2 separate regions of the Sus scrofa genome follow, and region 2 is linked to region 1. The links are chromatin contacts, called in public HiChIP or PLAC-seq maps. All regions are on one chromosome and are shown on one strand. Each heading gives the region's core, a stretch centred on a gene start, on an enhancer-like site or on the middle of the called end of the contact. The rest is flanking DNA. Distances are from core to core; before and after follow the strand shown.

The links. HiChIP or PLAC-seq counts read pairs in DNA pulled down with a chosen protein or histone mark.
Region 2: an H3K27ac HiChIP or PLAC-seq map of skeletal muscle shows a contact between it and region 1. The contact joins the promoter of AKAP2 here to the enhancer-like site in region 1. A contact is called at or near these places in 19 of 47 Hi-C or Micro-C datasets (alveolar macrophages, embryonic fibroblasts, epiblast stem cells and 12 more) and 1 of 2 datasets of contacts at active chromatin or transcription factors (skeletal muscle).

Annotation. Positions count from the first base shown.
Region 1 is chr1:250,930,478-250,933,738 of Sscrofa11.1, forward strand. The region is part of intron 3 of PALM2 (paralemmin 2); the gene reads left to right. Among named protein-coding and RNA genes, the nearest start is that of PALM2, 110 kb to the left of the region's middle. Within about 2 kb of position 1,659, at least 16 of the 83 cell types and tissues checked have an H3K27ac peak or open chromatin away from gene starts, as enhancers often do. A contact at or near this core is called in retroperitoneal adipose tissue, skeletal muscle and subcutaneous adipose tissue, where this site is marked.
Region 2 is chr1:251,065,872-251,069,416 of Sscrofa11.1, forward strand. It overlaps AKAP2 (A kinase (PRKA) anchor protein 2), which reads left to right and starts at 1,865. Exons shown (of 3, transcript NM_001204181.1): 1 at 1,865-1,999.

The DNA of each region.
Region 1 (3,261 bases), core at 409-2,908:
CCTCTTACTTATAGAAACAATTGGGAGAGACTTAGAAGAAATCAGATCTTGACATGAAAGGTATTTTGATGCCGATTTCTCTTTTTTTCCTTCATCTCAATTCTCTTATCTATAACATAGGAATGGGGTGGGATGGATAAATTAGGAGTTTGGGATTAACATATACACACTGCTGTATATAAAGTAGATAACCAAGAAGGGCTTACTGTATAGCTCAGGGAACTATATCCAATATCTTGTGATAACCTAGAAAGGAAAAGAATCTGGAAAAAAAAGATATGTATATATGTATAACTGAACCACTTTGCTATACCCCTGAAACTAACACAACATTGTAAACCAACCATACTTCAACTTAAAAATAAATAAATAGGAGTTCCCACTACTGCGTAAGAGGATTGGTGATGTCTCTGGAGCACTGGGACGCAGGTTTGATACCTGTGCTTTAACCCCTGGCACAGTGGGTCGAGGATCCAGCGTTGCTGTAGCTGCGGCATAGGTTGCAACTACGGCTCGGATCTGATCTCTGGTCGGGGAACTCCATAGGGTGTCCAAAAAAATTTTTTTTATTGAAAAATAAACAAAATAATGGAAAAACAAACAAAAAACCCCAGATAGGAACAAAACAATCCCTAACTGCTGTGAAAGGACTCTGTAAGCTGTAAAGCATGACACACACGTCTGCTGTTATATTTGAGGGATGATTTGGGTTTTGTGGGAATACGAGAACCCTCATCTGTGCCTAGGAAGCTTATGATCCTTCAGTCATTCACACACACACAAATTCGTGCCCCGTGTGAGATCTTCCACACTGAAGTGCCTGCACTATTTCAATACCCAATCTAGTCTGCCCTGAGCTCTCTCTTACAGCTGCGTGTTGCAGTGAGATTTCCTGTGCTTTCAACAGGTAATTCTCCCTTAGCCTCCGGATCCAGGAATAACAGACACATCCAGGGGTGGGACCACAGCTGGATAAAGAGATGGCTTGTGCCAGTTCTGTACAAGCCAAGTCACTGAGAAGAGGCAGCTTTTTTTTTTTTTTAAATATATTATTTGGGGACACAAAGTACTCTTTATCCCAAAGTTTCCATTTCAAGTGGCAAATCAGATCATCCCTTTGACAGAAGGCTTCCATTAAAAGCACAAGCCTCTGGATCCGTTTTAAAGGGCATTCTTCTCCTTTGGACCCGATGCAGGTCTTGCTTCTAAGAGCTTCTCTATTTCGGCTTACATAATGCTTTGTGACCCAGGCTTTGATCTCTACATGTGAAACATTTTGTATCTGGAGGTTCTCATTGGCAGACTCTTGGTAGAAGGAAGGTTTTGTTTTCCTTTGGGATCTGAAAACCCCAAAATAGACATCTTTCTCATTGGACTTCTCAGCTGGCTGTCATAAAACAGAATCAGGGCTAAGTCTGTCAGGATAAAGTTCATCAGAGAAAATATTTGTGTAAGTTTATTGTAGTTCTGAAAGTTTTTGTGTCAAAATCGCATAATGAATGTGGTGTGTGACTTTCCTGAGCTTCTGCAGGGGCTCCGTGGGACACCGGTCCACTCAGTTGCCCTAAGCTGGGTTTCCCAGAGCGCAGGTCAGGGGCGGGGCTCATCCACCAAGGTCATTCTCTCTCAGTCTGCGCAGCCTACAGGCCACTAGGGGGCACACGTGAGCTGGAGCCAGGGGGCTGTAGCTGCTTCTGAAAACCAGATGCACCCCGGGAAAAGGGCCTCCTGAGGCCTTCTTGCAGCATTTCAAAGATGAAAAATGTCTCTGTTGTATCTGTAAGATGGAAAAATAAGATGCCAGAGAGACTCTGAACGTGCCAAGGGGAAACCAATAGTGCAGGGCCACGATGTGCCTACAGCCCATGCAGGACACTCAAAGAAGACACGGTGCCAGGTGCTAGGTGTTGACTCCGTCTCTTCGCTGCAGGGAACCAGGGGAAGCCTCAGCATCTGCCCAGACTCCATGCTGACCCTAGTCTCTAGCTCCATGTTCTTTCCTGCTGAGGCCACGGGAGGGCGGTGATGCAACATTTCAGGCTGAGGGCTGGTTTTCTTGGTAGAAATAGGTTTGAGACCGTTTCAGTCCTCGGAACGTTTTTTAATCAGGGTCTCGAGGTTCAAACTCGGATCTTGGCCAGCTCTTTACCGAACACCATCAAAGGGCTCATAGATGGCTGCTGCTGTATTGCCCCTCTTGCCCAGAGAAGAGAAGCTCCCGGTACCTCTAACAGTTGGACAGCGGCAGGCAGAGAGAGTGCTGGGGGAGAAGGGAAAGCCGAGGGTCTTGCTAAGTCCACACCACTGGGCTCCCTCAGCTGCGTTTGCTGTTAGTGTCACAATTGAAGGTCACTCATTTTTGTTTGGCAGCCCAGCCTGTGGGGCCATACTGGTGCAAAGAGGTTGACCTAGGACGTCCTCAGTTTTATTAGGGTATAAATGTCAATCCATGGAACTCTTTTGCTTCTCATAGTAGTCCATGCCCTGCACGGCCACCTCGTTTCCTGCTTGGATAAATCCTTAATTGATCTTTTTGCTTTCACTCTGCTCCTCTGCCCTACATCCACCTCTACCATTCACCCAGCGGCAGGTGTGGGTGTGATCTTTCTGGAACACGGCTGATCTGCTCACTCCTTTAAAACAGATGGATAAACAAGGAGTTCCCGTCCTGGTTCAGCGATTAGCGAACCCAACTGTTCATCCCTGGCCTTGCTCAGTGGGTTAAGGATCCAGCGTTGCCGTGAGCTGTGGTGTAGGTCGTGGACACAGCTCAGATCCTGCATTGCTGCGCCTGTGGCATAGGCCGGGGGGCTACAGCTCCAATCAGACCCCTAGCCTGGGAACCTCCATATGCTGCGGGTGTGGCCCTCAAAAGACAAAAGACAAAGCAAAACAAAAACAAACAGAAAAAGCAGATGGACAAACCAGAAGCTCAAATGGTTTCCTATTGCCTTCGGGATCCAATCTAAACTGCTCACAGTGGCGTTCAAGAGCCATCACGTCCTGGACCCTCCCCTCCACTTCCTTCTCTTCCCTGCATGAGTGAACTTGAGCTACACAGGTGCTTGAGTGAACTTGAGCTACACAGGTGCTTGAGTGAACTTAAGCTACAGAGGTGCTTGAACCTCCTTGCACGTTTCTGCCTCAGAGTCCCTTTGTCCATGCCATCCCCTTGGCCCATAATGCCTTCTAGACACCTCTGCCTTGATCATTTTTTCTCATCCTTCCAGTTCTACTGAAATGTCTCAACCTCCTGGAATC
Region 2 (3,545 bases), core at 615-3,114, 140 kb after region 1:
AAAGACTTCAGAATAAAGCCCATATGAAGTGCTGTTCTCTTTCTAACAATGAAACAAACTTGATTCATAAATGATACATTCTAATTTAGGAACATAGGAAGACAGAGTGATGATGCACTTGCCCTAATACTGTTTATAAAAATCTCACCTCTGCTGTCATCTTGGAATCTTTCCTTCAAGGGCCTATGGTCCATATAAATAAATGTCTGCAAACGTGTTCATTTCAATGTGAGTTTTCACCTGCTAGTAAATGTTAAAAATAGGTCACTATGTGGGGCACTCACATATTTAACTCCTTAAGCCAGTGACATGAGGAGCAAAAGAAAGAGGGGGAAGGGAGGAAGGAAATTGATGGAGGCCGAAACTCTGTAATCTAGGGCCACTGGTCAGTAAATTCTATTGAAATTCAGTAGTGTAAGAGACAAACATGCAAAAAGGCTGGTGAACCAGTTCCTAAACGCTGAGAAAAAGAAGCCTATAGACTTGCAGGAACCCTGAAGAGAACAGCTGTTGTCTCCATTGTAGCCCTTATCCCCTGCCCCCACCTCCCTAGAGTAAAGGTGTGAATAAACCTCCAGATGGGAAATAAGCCTTTTCTTGGGAGGCTGCTATTTTTAAGGTCGTTAGCTGGACAGGCTTCCTGGGCAGTTCCCCATGTTATCATTTCTTGTATGGGGAATCAAGGACCTTTGTGGATGAGGAAAAAAAGAACCAAACCCTGGCAGGTGACTTTGACGCTCAGAAGAGGAACCCCGTGTTTGGGCCACTGGTTCAGAAAAAAGCAGGCCAGAGGTCGGAAATTGGAAGGAGAGTAAGGGGCTCTGACTTTCAGAGCTGGAGAGAGAGAATCACCGGGAAAATGGAAACACCGGTCATGCCTAGTGGACAGTTGGAGACATCTGACTTTATGCTATATTTATATTCTATTTCCTCTGTAGAGAACGCCTTGCTTTTTAAAATCCTGTTTTCTGGGCGGGGTGTTTCTGTGTGTGTGTCCTCTCTCAGAATTTCTAGATGGTCCGTTTTCAAAGGGTCATTAACATTATTTAAATATTCATGAGGGGGAGGGGATTACATGCTGAAATTTCAGACGTCTCCGGAGTGGGGGGTGGCTGGCCACCCCCTCGACTGAGCCCCACGAGGTGTAACAGCTGCCTCCTTCCCCATCGCTGGCTTTGTTAACACGCACGCCCCGACACCAGGCCACCGGCTGCCACATTAGGGAGGGCATCATGACAGCTCTGGCCAGTCAACGAGCTGGGAAACCTCCCTGTCCACACCTTAGTCTCTGGACCCCATCAGGGCGAGGTCCAAAACACACTGAACCGCCCTCCGGGTCGCAGAAACGCACCTCCCAACCGCTCCCAGCGGTTCCGCTTACCCGGACATAGTCGTGGTGCTGGGTAAGAGACGAGGAGCTCGACCCCTCGTATGGGAACTCAGCAGTTGTGGCGATGTGCGGGCTCACACGCACCCACACACTTTCCTGTACACTCGTATGCACGTATGTATACACCAACACACACGATCCCCTGCACACAAGCCGACACGCCCACCCGTGTGCTAACGCGCGTTCATACACCCAGGCACAGAGCCTTCTCCCCAGTTAGGAAACGCTCGGCTGCACGTGCCCATCCCTCCATTCCTCCAGTCTATCCATTCACTCATTTCTTGGTTTCTACGTTTGTGCACAGATTCCGCCAAAGCCAGACAGAAGGTGTGGGTGGTTGGGGAGGGGATGTGAAAGGCGAGGGGCGGACCGGGGCCCTAGGCGCCGGGAAGGGGGCGGGGAAGGGGCGGGCTCCGGGAGCCGGCGGGCGGCGCTCGGCTCACTCCAGCACGCCCCGCGGCAGCAGCTCTCCGCAGATGCGCTCGCCCCAGCCAGGGGCTGCCGAACGCCTTTGCGTGGAGTCTCCCGGACGCCCCAGCGAGGAGGCAGCGGCCGCACCGCGCTGGAGCAGAGCCCGAGGACTGTGCCCCCGGGATCCGGCGCTCAGAGGTGGGTGTCCAAGCTGGGGCGCGGGCGGCTCCGGACTCCAAGTCCTCGGGGCGCTCTCTTGGTGTTGGGGCCTCGCACACTAGGAAAGGGTGGCCCAGGAGGGATTGGTGATCTGGGAAGCCCTTGGAAGCACCGTGGACTTTAAAGGGCTTTTATGTCCCTTGCTTAGTGGAGCGTGTGCGAGGGGGTGGCCTGGCTGGAAAGGGCTATGGCCATGTGGCCATGTGGCTTTGAATTCCTAGGTTTGGGGGAGGGCCAGCTTTTGGCTCCTTTAATCAGTATTTGTTCACTTATATATACTTTAAAAAATAAACTTAGGCATATTACCCTCCTCCCCCCGCCCCCCGCAACACACACTCACAGAGCCGGGCTGTTGAGGAAAAGCAGAGAAAATCAAAAGGCTGTAGCCGCCTTTCCAGACCCGGGAGCCGCGGTGGATGGAGCCACCCATTCCAGTTCGAGATGAAGGCGTGGGTCTTGACTCCTTAGGTGGCAGCGCTGCGGCCGTTTTTTGGAAGTCTAGAGCTTCTGCATGGAGATTGGGACCGAGAAGGGCTGGGTCCCTGCCCTGACCAGCCCGAGCTCCTTCCGAACGGGATCGGGATGGAGGTGGGGGATGCTGAGGAAGGAGGGAGCAGCCGTTCTGTGCGCGGAAGGAGGGGGATCCGGATCCAAGCTGAGCCTGGAAGTTTGGCCTCAGGCTGAGACCCCACTTCTTAGGATCTGGTGTTTTATCCCGGATAAAGCCTGAGGGTTTGTCTCTTTGGCCCCTTTGTGGGGACACTGTGAAGAGCCGAAGGGGCGGATCGAGGTGGGTGAGCGCTGGGCAAACTGTTCTGTAATCGCCGAGGCGGCGCACCTCCCGGGATAGGAGCTAGGAGATACTGGCGGCCCGGAGCAGTTCTAGAGAAACATAGTGAAGAACAGGGGCCTGAATTAAGTTCAGGAGAGCCGGCAGCCTGGTAGTCCGCGGAGGGAGGCGGAACGGACGGGGGAGCCGTGGTGCTGGTGGCGGGTGAGGGCAGAAGGCAAAGCGGCTGTGGGTGGTGGGGAGGGAGGCGGCAGGCCGCGGGCTGGACCCGCGGGAGCTGGACCCACGGGAGCGGAACCCGCTACCTGGTTTCTGAGCTTCCGTGCATGGATGCGAGATGGCCAGCCTTGGGGATCTCTCCTCAGGCCGCAAAAAGAGGGCGCCTGGGAGGAAAGTGACTCGTTTACAGAGATGTTAAACCCAGTAATGCCAGTTTCCCGCGTGGGTCAATAGTGGTTTGGCTTCGATGGGCTGTGTGGTCAGACGTTGCCAAATTTGCACTCTTCCCTGTAGCAGTTAAGTGCTGCACCATTAATTTGGGCGAACCTCCAACCCTCCCACCAAAGTATTTGTCTTCGAAAAGACTTCCCTGTCTCCTCCCCCCGCCCTGTGTCTCTGTCTCTCCTATAGATCTCTCTATAGTATATCTCTGAGTCTGCAAACAGCTTCTCAGAGGAAGCTCCCTTCCATCTTATCAGGGGCAGAAATTAGTACAAACCCATCACTCACCTTTGT